Linked DNA regions of Pan troglodytes: regions 1 and 3 are each linked to region 2. The links are chromatin contacts, called in public HiChIP or PLAC-seq maps. All regions are on one chromosome and are shown on one strand. Each heading gives the region's core, a stretch centred on a gene start, on an enhancer-like site or on the middle of the called end of the contact. The rest is flanking DNA. Distances are from core to core; before and after follow the strand shown. Region 1 holds the start of CBX6 (chromobox 6). Region 2 holds the start of ATF4 (activating transcription factor 4). Region 3 holds the start of SUN2 (Sad1 and UNC84 domain containing 2).

Region 1 (3,280 bases), core at 755-3,254, 640 kb after region 2:
CCAAAACACACTCTCAGGCTCTGATGTGCTTGTTCAAGTTGACACCTCCACCCGGGACACCCTTCCCATTCTTCACTGGTAGGCCAATTCCCATTTGTCTTTCCGGCCCCAAATCAGAGGTCTCCACCTCTGAGAAGCCCTCCCAGCCTCACCTCCACGTGGTAGGTTGCTCCCCTATGTCCACTCCCAAGACATCCTGTACAGACTCTTGTGGCAGGCTTATAATGCCTCCCCGAAAGATGTCCATGCCCTAGCCCCCAGAACCTGTGGATAGGATACCTTACTTACCATCCATGTTACCCTATGGTAAGAGGGTCTTTGCAGATCTGATTAAGTTGAGGAGGTTGAGACGGAAAGATCATTCTCAATTTTTTGGGCAGACCCAATGTAATCACAGGTGTCGTTAAAAGAAAGAGGCAGAAGCCAGGTGCGGTGGCTCACGCCTGTAATCCCAGTACTTTGGGAGGCTGAGGCGGGCGGATTACTTGAGGTCAGGAGTTCGAGACCAGCCTGGCTAACATGGTGAAACCCCCATCTCTACTAAATATAAAAATTAGCCAGGTGTGGTGGCGCATGCCTGTAATCCCAGCTACTTGGGAGGCTGAGACTGGGAGAATTGTTTGAAACCGGGAGGCAGAAGTTGCAGTGAGCCAAGATTGTGCCACTGCACTCCCACCTGGGTGACTGAGCAAGACTCCATCTCAAAAACAAAAACAAAAGAAAGAAAGAAGCAGGAAGTGAGCAAAGGGATCGTGGAAACAGAGATTTGAGTGATGAAGCCATGAGCCAAGAAATGCCAGCAACATTTGGAAGCTGGATGAGGCACGGAACAGATACTCTCCTTGACCCTCCAAAAAGGGACCAGCCCTGAGGATACCTTCACTTGGGCCCAGTAACACTGATTTGGGACTTCCCGCCTCCAGAGTCATCAGATAACAAATTTGAGTCATTTTAAGCCACTGAGCTTGTGTTAATTTGTGAGAGCAGCAACACGAAACTCCTACACCTTTATTCTAGCATTAGTCACACTGTGTGACAGGTGCCTTTCTCACCCCACTGACAGCTCCTCAGCCTGGGGCACCTTTGTTTCCTGATGGTTTCACACAAAGCCTGGTGCTTCACAAGGGCTCACAAACACTGCTGAATGAATCAACAAGTGGACTCACCTGCTTCATCCCCCACCTGTCTCCGTCAGCCTGAACACACACACACTGTCATACCCACTCCTCTCACCTGCTCACCCACCACCACCCACGTCTCCCAGGAGGACATTTCTATTTTTACCACAGCAGCTCACCTTGGGCTGGCCAGCAAATAGCTGTTTCCCTGGAACATACTGAATTTAAGTGAGGAGAGGGATTTCTCTCAAGGTAATAATTGGACAAATCTGCTGGGAGAAAAAGACTAACATTTTGCTATGGTGGATTTGAAACCCAAGAATTGGCATTGTAGCACAGAAACGTAAAAATATTTCCTAATGAGCCATTGATGTTCGCAAGACACAACCCTGACTCTTCACAATCCCCCTTCCTCCCCACCCCATCTCAGCCCCAAGGTGGTCACCGGAAGGATGGTGAAATCTGTATTTAATGACACTGAAAGATGTCCACTTTATAGCATTAAGGGAGAAAAGCAGATTCCAGAACAGTGTGAATAGCGTGATCCCATTTTGTTAAAAAATTAAATCTACAGACAATGTGTATGTATATACATACATACATAGGTGTACGTGAGTTTATGTACGCATAGAGCAGAGGCTGGAAGATTGGTGAAGATGTTAACAATGGTTTTATGGGGGTTATGGACAGTTGTTTTATCTGTATTTTTAAAATTGTTTTACAAAGAACAAGACTACTAACATAATGGGAAATAAAGTTCAAGTAATTTCAACATTTAAAAAGTGGAGCGTTTTGCGCGGCAGGGCTATTTTTTGTGTGTCCGTTCCTGGACAGCCCCAGCTCGATCCCCCGCCCCTCCTCAAGTGGGAAGCTGGGATCTGGGCTCCCCAGAGCAATGGCGGAAGCTTCGCGCAGCTGCGGGCGGGGAGAGGGACGCGGCCAGGTCGGGGGGCCGGGAGGGGTGCTGGGAATCGGAAAACACAGATATGACCGCGAAGGCGGTTTCTGCCGAATGACCAGATGATGACCCGCTGTGGGCCCAAGGCGGGGTGCGGGGAGCCCGTTCCTGCCCGCGGTCGCTCTCCCTCCCCCACTGCCACACCGGCCCCGCCGAGTCCTCCCCGGTCTCCTGGGCGAGGACAGGTGCCGCCCGAGACCCCGGCCGCAGACAGATGCCCACGGTCACTCCGGCCTTCCTCGGCCCCATTCGCCGCACACCCCCTTCCTGCGGTGGCGTTTTTGTTTTAACTCTTCTGAACTGGTTACAAAACCACACTCCCACGAATACATAAATAATGGGTGGGGGGCGATGTTTTAAAGAAATTCCCGCAAGGCCTGGCAAGGCAACAGCAACTGCATTTCTGCTGCATCATATTTAACTGTTTGCAGGCTGCTGCGGGAGATGCGCGGTGGCGGCGAGACTCGGGCTCCACAGCCCTTCTCCGCCCGGGGCCTGGCGAGACTCGCGTGGGGATTAAGAGGCAAGGAGAGGGTGTCAGCGATCGGGCGCCGGCAAGATGTGACGGGGGGTGATAAGCGTAAGGCCGCAGCGTGCCCACAAGCCGGGCACCCATCGGGTCGGCCGGCAATTGCTCCCTCCGCCCGCGCGGCCCCTTTAAGAGCCAGCGCGCGCCCCCGCCCCGCGAGCGCCGACTTTCCCTAGCAACCGCCCCGGGGGAGGGGGAGGTCGTGGTAACCGCGCGCCAGACGCGAGGATCACGTGACGGCCCGCAGCTGGAACGCGAGCGCGCGCCCCGCCGCGCTCCCGCCCGCCGGGGCCTGGGCGCTGCGGCGCGTGCGCGAGCGGTGCCGCACCGGCCGCGGGCGCAGGGAGTATTATGGGCTGTGGGTGCCGCTGAGCAAGATGGAGCTGTCTGCAGTGGGCGAGCGGGTCTTCGCGGCCGAATCCATCATCAAACGGCGGATCCGAAAGGTGAGCCGCCGCCCGGGGCGGGCCGCCGCTGTCCGCAGCCGGGGCCGGGGCCGGGGGCCCTCGGGGCGAAGCGGTCCCGCTAGCCCGGCTCCCTCGCCCAGCCCCGCGCCGCCGCCTCCTCGCGTCCCCGCATCCTCCCCACCCCCACTCCCGTTTTTCTCCCCTCTGTTTTTCAGGGACGCATCGAGTACCTGGTGAAATGGAAGGGGTGGGCGATCAAGTGAGTGTC
Region 2 (2,922 bases), core at 291-2,790:
TTCACTGCCCAGCTCTAAACTAAAGGAATGATCTGGAGTGGAGGACAGGACCCCTGAGGAAAGGGGAAGAGGTTGCAAGAAGGTGAAGGGGGCAACCTGGTCGGGTTTTGTTAAACTTTCTGGGAGATGGCCAATTGGGTTCACCGTCTGGGGGGGCTCCTTATTAGTCTCCTGGACTAGGGGGGCAAAGAGATCACAAGTGTCATCCAACGTGGTCAGAAGGTCATCTGGCATGGTTTCCAGGTCATCTATACCCAACAGGGCATCCAAGTCGAACTCCTTCAAATCCATTTTCTCCAACATCCAATCTGTCCCGGAGAAGGCATCCTCTGCAAAACATTTGAGTGATGGGGCCAAGTGAGTCAGATACAAAGGTAGGAGGCCCCTAACCCTAGATCCCACCCGGACGATGTGGTGGTGGCCCACTCACCCTTGCTGTTGTTGGAGGGACTGACCAACCCATCCACAGCCAGCCATTCGGAGGAGCCCGCCTTAGCCTTGTCGCTGGAGAACCCATGAGGTTTGAAGTGCTTGGCCACCTCCAGGTAATCATCTAAGAGACCTAGGCTTTCTTCAGCCCCCAAACCCGACTGGTCGAAGGGGGACATCAAGTCCCCCACCAACACCTCGCTGCTCAGGAAGCTCATTTCGGTCATGTTGTGGTGCTTTGCTGGAATCGAGGAATGTGCTTAATTCGAAGGTGTCTTTGTCGGTTACAGCAACGCTGCTGCTGAATGCCGTGAGAAGCCTGAATGAGAATCAGAAGCCAACTCCCATTAGAGGTTAGCTGTTCTGAGAATTTCATCCTTCCACTTATGAGGCGGGACTTCTCTAGATCGGCCATCTAGAGAATCGGGAACAGGGCAGTTGTATCTGCCCCTCCCTGCTTGCAACTCAGGTTCCACAAAATGGACGCTCACGGAGACCAGGCAATTCTTCCACCGGCCGCCAAGAGGAAGGCGCTCCGTCCCCACGTCCAAATGCGGCCAGGGCGGCCGCGCCCCGCCCACCGCCCGCCCTTGACTCACGCCCGCGCCGCCGCCCTGCCGCCGCCATCTTGGTTCCTGCCACGTTTCGCGGGGCAACAGCCAAGACCCCTGGGACCCTTGCGGGGCTCGGGGTCCGAGGGCTGTAGGGCCCCTGGGGAAGCAGTCCGGGCACCCGACTGCGCTTTCCCGATCCCAGGCACGCGAGCGTCTCGGGGACACCCAAGCAAAGACCACGCGTCCCGGGCGCTCGTTAAATCGCTTCCCCCTTGGCGGCACCGCCCTGGCCCCAGGCCGCACCCCACCAATCCAAAACCCGCGTCGGCCCCAGGAGCACAGCTGGACGACCCGCCCCGGTACTCACGCCATGGCTTAAGCCGCTGGGGGTTGCCGCTGCAGAGCCTGGTGCTGCTGCCGCCGCTGCAAAGGCCAATGCTGCCGCAGGCACTGCTGCCCCTAATACGCCATGGTGGCCGTGGACCCTGAGGGCGGGGAGGAGGGAAAACGCACACGTGCAGGGAAAACTACATCTGTGGGCGGGCAAAGTAGAAATGGCTGCAGTGGCCGCCCGCCGGCCCTTTATAGATTTCGTCTCTATGGGGACGCAGCACAGACGCATCCTTCCGCCGCGACCACGTGACCGTCTCCTCCCGCCCGCTCCCTTCCCTCCCTCCCTTTGACGCCCCAACCGTTTATGCCCAGGGCGTAGCTGTGACGAGAAAAGGAGTTTGTTCTTATGGCCTCACGAAAGGAGAGAGGCGTACTACTTTACTAGGCTTCTATGATCAGAGTCCGTTCTTTCCTTCGCCGCCGGAGCGCGGAGTGATCTCCCAGACACGCCTCGCTTCCGGTGTCAGCGCAGTGGGCGGGGAAAGGTCGTTTTCCGGCGAAGAGTTTTTATTGTGAAGGGCGAGGACGCCAGGTTATCGCGCGAGGTGCTGGCGAAGAGCGCGCGTCAAGGTGATTGGCCCAGGCCCGGTGAATCATATATACCTCGAGCTCTTATTGGCTCAGGGCCCTAGATGGGCGGCTGCTGGGAGAGGGATCCCGGGGTCCGCGTGGGAAGGGTAGGGGTCTCGGGTCTCTGCTAGGTCTCTGCTAGTCCTCAGCCAGCCTCGCCTGCTGGCCCGCCACGATCGCGCTGGCTCCTGCCCCCAGGCGGCCTTAGCCCAGCGCACCCCTTAGTGGCCTCAGGGACCAGCCCCTGCGGTCGGATCCCGCCGCCCTCAGTGGAGGTCCGCACTGGTGGCCCCGCCGCCGCTCCCAGCCTGCGCGTCCTTCGGTTGCGGGTGGTGATTTGTGGCCTGCGGAAACCGGGGGGTTACCTGTTCCAAGCCTGAGTTTTCCAGAGGCCCCATTCATAGCCGACACGGCGCTGCTGCCCCCGGGAGGTTGAAGGGGCCTCGAGAGGGCGCGCCGGGCCTGTCCACCTACCCCCAAAGGCCGGCTGAGTCTGCATGGCTCCTCCTAAACTCTGGAAAGGAGCCGGGAAGACGCGCCGTCCTGTCGCCCAACCTGGGTTTTTACAATTTTCATCCGGCTCAAGTGCAAGGCTGCCACAGAATAGCATCATAGAGGAACTTCTGGTGTCCGAAGATTGCGTTCTCCTAAGAACAAGATTTTCTTCGCTGCCGTCTCCCTGGGGTAGTTCGGATTCACTCCGGATTCTGAACTCCCCGGCCTAACCCGCTTTTCAGCAGTCACGCCCATGGCCCAGGGAGGAGAGGCGCTTGGGAACCCACGGCCACTTACTGGGGGTTGTGCGTTGGGAAGGGGTAGTCTGTTTTAAGAATACAAGAAACCTCCCCATCATCTTTCAGCCCCTTCCAGTCAGGCCCTGTGAAGGTGGAAACTTTGAGTTTCCGCCTCCATTTCACTGGGCCACACAAGTATGAGCGCTGTGATATCAAACCACCAGGGAAGCACTGCTCTAAAT
Region 3 (3,222 bases), core at 668-3,167, 760 kb after region 2:
CTTTTTTTGTTTTTCTTTTTTAGAGATGGGCGGTGGGGGGGGTCTCACTAATTTGGCCAGGCTGGTCTCAAACTCCTGAGCTCAAGCAATCCACCTGCCTCAGCCTCTCAAAGTGCTGGGATTATAGGCGTGTGCCACAGTGCCCAGCCCCTATCTTTCTCTTAAAGGGTTACTTGTGTTACACCTAGGGCCCACCCTGATAATCTAGGATAATCTCATTTCAAAATCTTTAGTCACATCTGCAAAGTCTTTGCATGTAGATAACAGTCACAGATTCCAAGCATTAGTACCGAATTCCTGTAGCGACCATTATTCTGCCTGCTCCCAGCCCCCAGAGGATGCAGAGTTTAAGAGGGGCCTGCCTTCAGTCAGCCTGTGGGCATGAGCCTCACATATCCACTCAGCACATCCTGGGAGGGGACCTGGACTCCCCTCCGACCCCAGCAAGGCCAGACCCCCCTGTCTGCCAGGACCCCCGGAGAGGGGGAAGCAGGCTGTGCAATGGAGGAGGTAGGATGTGGAAACTCCATAGAAGTGGTTAGGACAGAATTCTGGAGTTGAGCATCCCAGAGATGAGGAGTCAGAGAGGCCCTTCCCCTACCTGGATGCTGCCCCTACGTCTGATTTGAATTCTCCTTTCATTGCTCCATTCAGCAGACACTCAGACCGGAGCCAGGCTCGGTACCAGGCTCTGGAGAGCTTGTCCATGTCCTCAAAGAGCTTGCAGTCTAAACCTAGGAGTGATAATGGCCAGCAGGAGACTCTTCTCTTTCCAGAGCAGGCAATGGAGGCCCAGGAAAGGGGACTGTTTTTGTCTGGAGTTGGGCTGAAGCCACTTTAGCATGAGGGTTTTGCCTTTCCTCAATCCTCCGACCCCACAGCCTTCCTGTTCCTGCCTCGGTGATTTTGTCATTCTTGTCTCGTTTCCTCTTGGTACTTTAAAAGTAAAATAACGACTGTTCATCTGCCCTTAGAAGGGCTGGCACAGAAAGAGATTCATCCCAAGCTGTGCACCTGCTCTATCTGTACAGTTGGCGGATGGGGAGCCAAGGAACAGGACCCCCGGAGTCAGGCAGCATTTTACTCAAACGCTGAGAACTCGTTCCAAGTCTGAGTAAGGTAGAAGAATGAGTGGCCAGCCCTGCCTTCCCACAGCTCAAGTGCAGCAAGCACCGTCCTTAAAACAGAAGAGCTGGCCGGGCGCGGTGGCTCATACCTGTAATCCTAGTACTTTGGGAAGCCGAGGCGGGAGGATCACTGGAGCTCAGGAGTTCGTGACCAGCCTAGGCAAACATAGTGAGATCTCGTCTCTATTTAAATAAAATAGAAAATCTGTTTAAAACAAACAAAAAATAGAAGAGCTGTCGTGAAACTTGGGTGCTCTGGGTAAAGCTTGGGAAGAGGCAGGGCCTCCCAGCATGTCTGGAATCCCCAAATTAGCAACCTGTTTCCTTGTCTGAAAAATGGGTGTAGAAATGGCCGGCTAAGAGGACAACGGCACTGGTGCCGGGTGTTGAGCAAGCCCTCGACAGCCTCACCGAGAGCGCACCAAGGGCCACCCACGCGCTGCCGCTCCCAGGGCTCCCACCCTCCCCTCGGACGCCGGCCTGGTGAACCAGGCTGCAGGCGCGCGTGGGGGCGCTCAGAGCTGTCTCAGGTGTTCTGAGCCGCCAGATCGGGAGTCCAGTGCCCTGCTGAGCCCGAGCCCCAGCACAGGCTCCCGTCGCGTCCTCCCGCAGCCCGGGGTCCCCGCCCGCCCAGCGCCTCCCACGCGCGGACTCCTAGGCTGAGCGCGCAGGGCAGCGGGGCCTACGCGGGGGCGGGGCGAGCCGGGGCTTTGTGTTCAAACCGGCCAATGGGTGGCGGCGGTGGGCGGTGACGGCCGGCAGGGCCTGGCCAATGGGCTGCGGCCTGTCAGCGTTGACTGACAGGCGCACACATACAGAGTCGGCCACACGCGCGCCGCCCGGCCCCACTCGCGCAGCGCGGGCCTCCGCCGGCCGCATTGTCCGCCCGCCCGCCTTGTCCCGCGTCGCCGCTCTTCGCGTGCCCGCGCGCCCCGGGCCCGGCCGCTGTGTCGCCCTGAGCGGAGCGCCGCCCGCGGGATCCCCACGCGGAAAGGGGGCGCGCCCCGGCGGCGGCCTGGCCTCGGACGCCCCCGGCCGGGCTAGAAGCCGCCGCGGCAGCAGGTGAGTGCGGGCGAGCTCAGGAGAGGGTTGGGGGGCCGCGGCCCGGCCTGACCCCGGGTCACCGTCGGGCCACTCGGGCGGGGCCGCGCCGCCAGGCCTGCTTCCTCCTCTCCGGGCTGCGCTGGGCCGGCTCCAGCCTCCACCCGGGTCCGCGGCCCGCGCCCTGACTCACCTCCTGGCCCCCGCCCCGCCTGCCGCGCCACTGGTCAGCCGGGAGGGCGGTGTCTGCGGGCGGGACTTCCCGGGCAGCCTCCCGGGAGGAGGAGGGCAAAGGCCGACTGCCCCAACCCGGCCCCGGGCAGCGCCTACGGGTTTTGTGCCAGACAGGCCGTTTCCAGGGACAGGCAGTTCCCAGCCTCTGCCTGTCAGAACTCAGGGCCTCAGAGGAAGGCCCGTTTTGTTCAGTTCTAAAACAAAACAAAACAAAGCAATGGGGGGCGCGGTGTGACTTAGAGAGCCAGGAGGCGCGCCTTTGGTGACAATTTCTGCAGGTTTGGCCTGTGGGGATGAGGGCAGAGGGAGTTAGCACCGGGCATTTGGCAGGTCCCACAAGGGCGTGTGGCCTGGCTGTGCCCAGGGAGTGGAAATGTCACGAGGAAGATGCCCCAGATCTGGTTTAAGTCTGAAGATGGATGGAGATGTTTGTGATGGGGAAGGGCGGAATTGAGAAAGGAAGTCGCCCAGCTGAGAAGTGGGGAAGGATGCTTTCGATGAGCGTTTCCTAACTGATTGTTAGGGAGGAGGTGGGGCGGGGGTGGTGTCTATTATGATTCGCAGTAGTAGATTTCAGCTCCTAGAGGCTCACTTCTTGTTTTGGAGAATGGGGCCTCGACCTTTTTCATCTTGTGAAACCCAGACTCAATGGTAAACTGTTTTGTGATGCCAGGATGCCGCAGGAAAGACTAAGAGGCATCTCTGGAAGTTCTGGGAGGGCGGAGGCGGGTGCTGACAGTTTTCAGCACTCCCCCCTCAACCTCCATCAGAATATTTAGTTCTTCCCAGCGGCAGCTTGGGTATGGTATAAACATGTTGC

The links. HiChIP or PLAC-seq counts read pairs in DNA pulled down with a chosen protein or histone mark.
Region 1: an H3K4me3 HiChIP or PLAC-seq map of stem cell-derived excitatory neurons shows a contact between it and region 2, with 6 times the contacts expected there. The contact joins the promoter of CBX6 here to the promoter of ATF4 in region 2. A contact is called at or near these places in 1 of 7 Hi-C or Micro-C datasets (stem cell-derived neural progenitor cells) and 1 of 1 datasets of contacts at active chromatin or transcription factors (stem cell-derived excitatory neurons).
Region 3: a contact with region 2 is called in an H3K4me3 HiChIP or PLAC-seq map of stem cell-derived excitatory neurons, with 9 times the contacts expected there. The contact joins the promoter of SUN2 here to the promoter of ATF4 in region 2. A contact is called at or near these places in 1 of 7 Hi-C or Micro-C datasets (stem cell-derived neural progenitor cells) and 1 of 1 datasets of contacts at active chromatin or transcription factors (stem cell-derived excitatory neurons).

Annotation. Positions count from the first base shown.
Region 1 is chr23:40,874,977-40,878,256 of NHGRI_mPanTro3-v2.0_pri, reverse strand. It overlaps CBX6 (chromobox 6), which reads left to right and starts at 2,004. Exons shown (of 5, transcript XM_016939189.4): 1 at 2,004-3,051; 2 at 3,228-3,271. The coding sequence starts at 2,983.
Region 2 is chr23:41,517,311-41,520,232 of NHGRI_mPanTro3-v2.0_pri, reverse strand. It overlaps ATF4 (activating transcription factor 4), which reads right to left and starts at 1,540. Exons shown (of 3, transcript NM_001252517.2): 1 at 1,351-1,540; 2 at 431-748; 3 at 1-329. The coding sequence starts at 656.
Region 3 is chr23:40,760,521-40,763,742 of NHGRI_mPanTro3-v2.0_pri, reverse strand. SUN2 (Sad1 and UNC84 domain containing 2) reads left to right here and starts at 1,917. Exons shown (of 19, transcript XM_016939182.4): 1 at 1,917-2,189.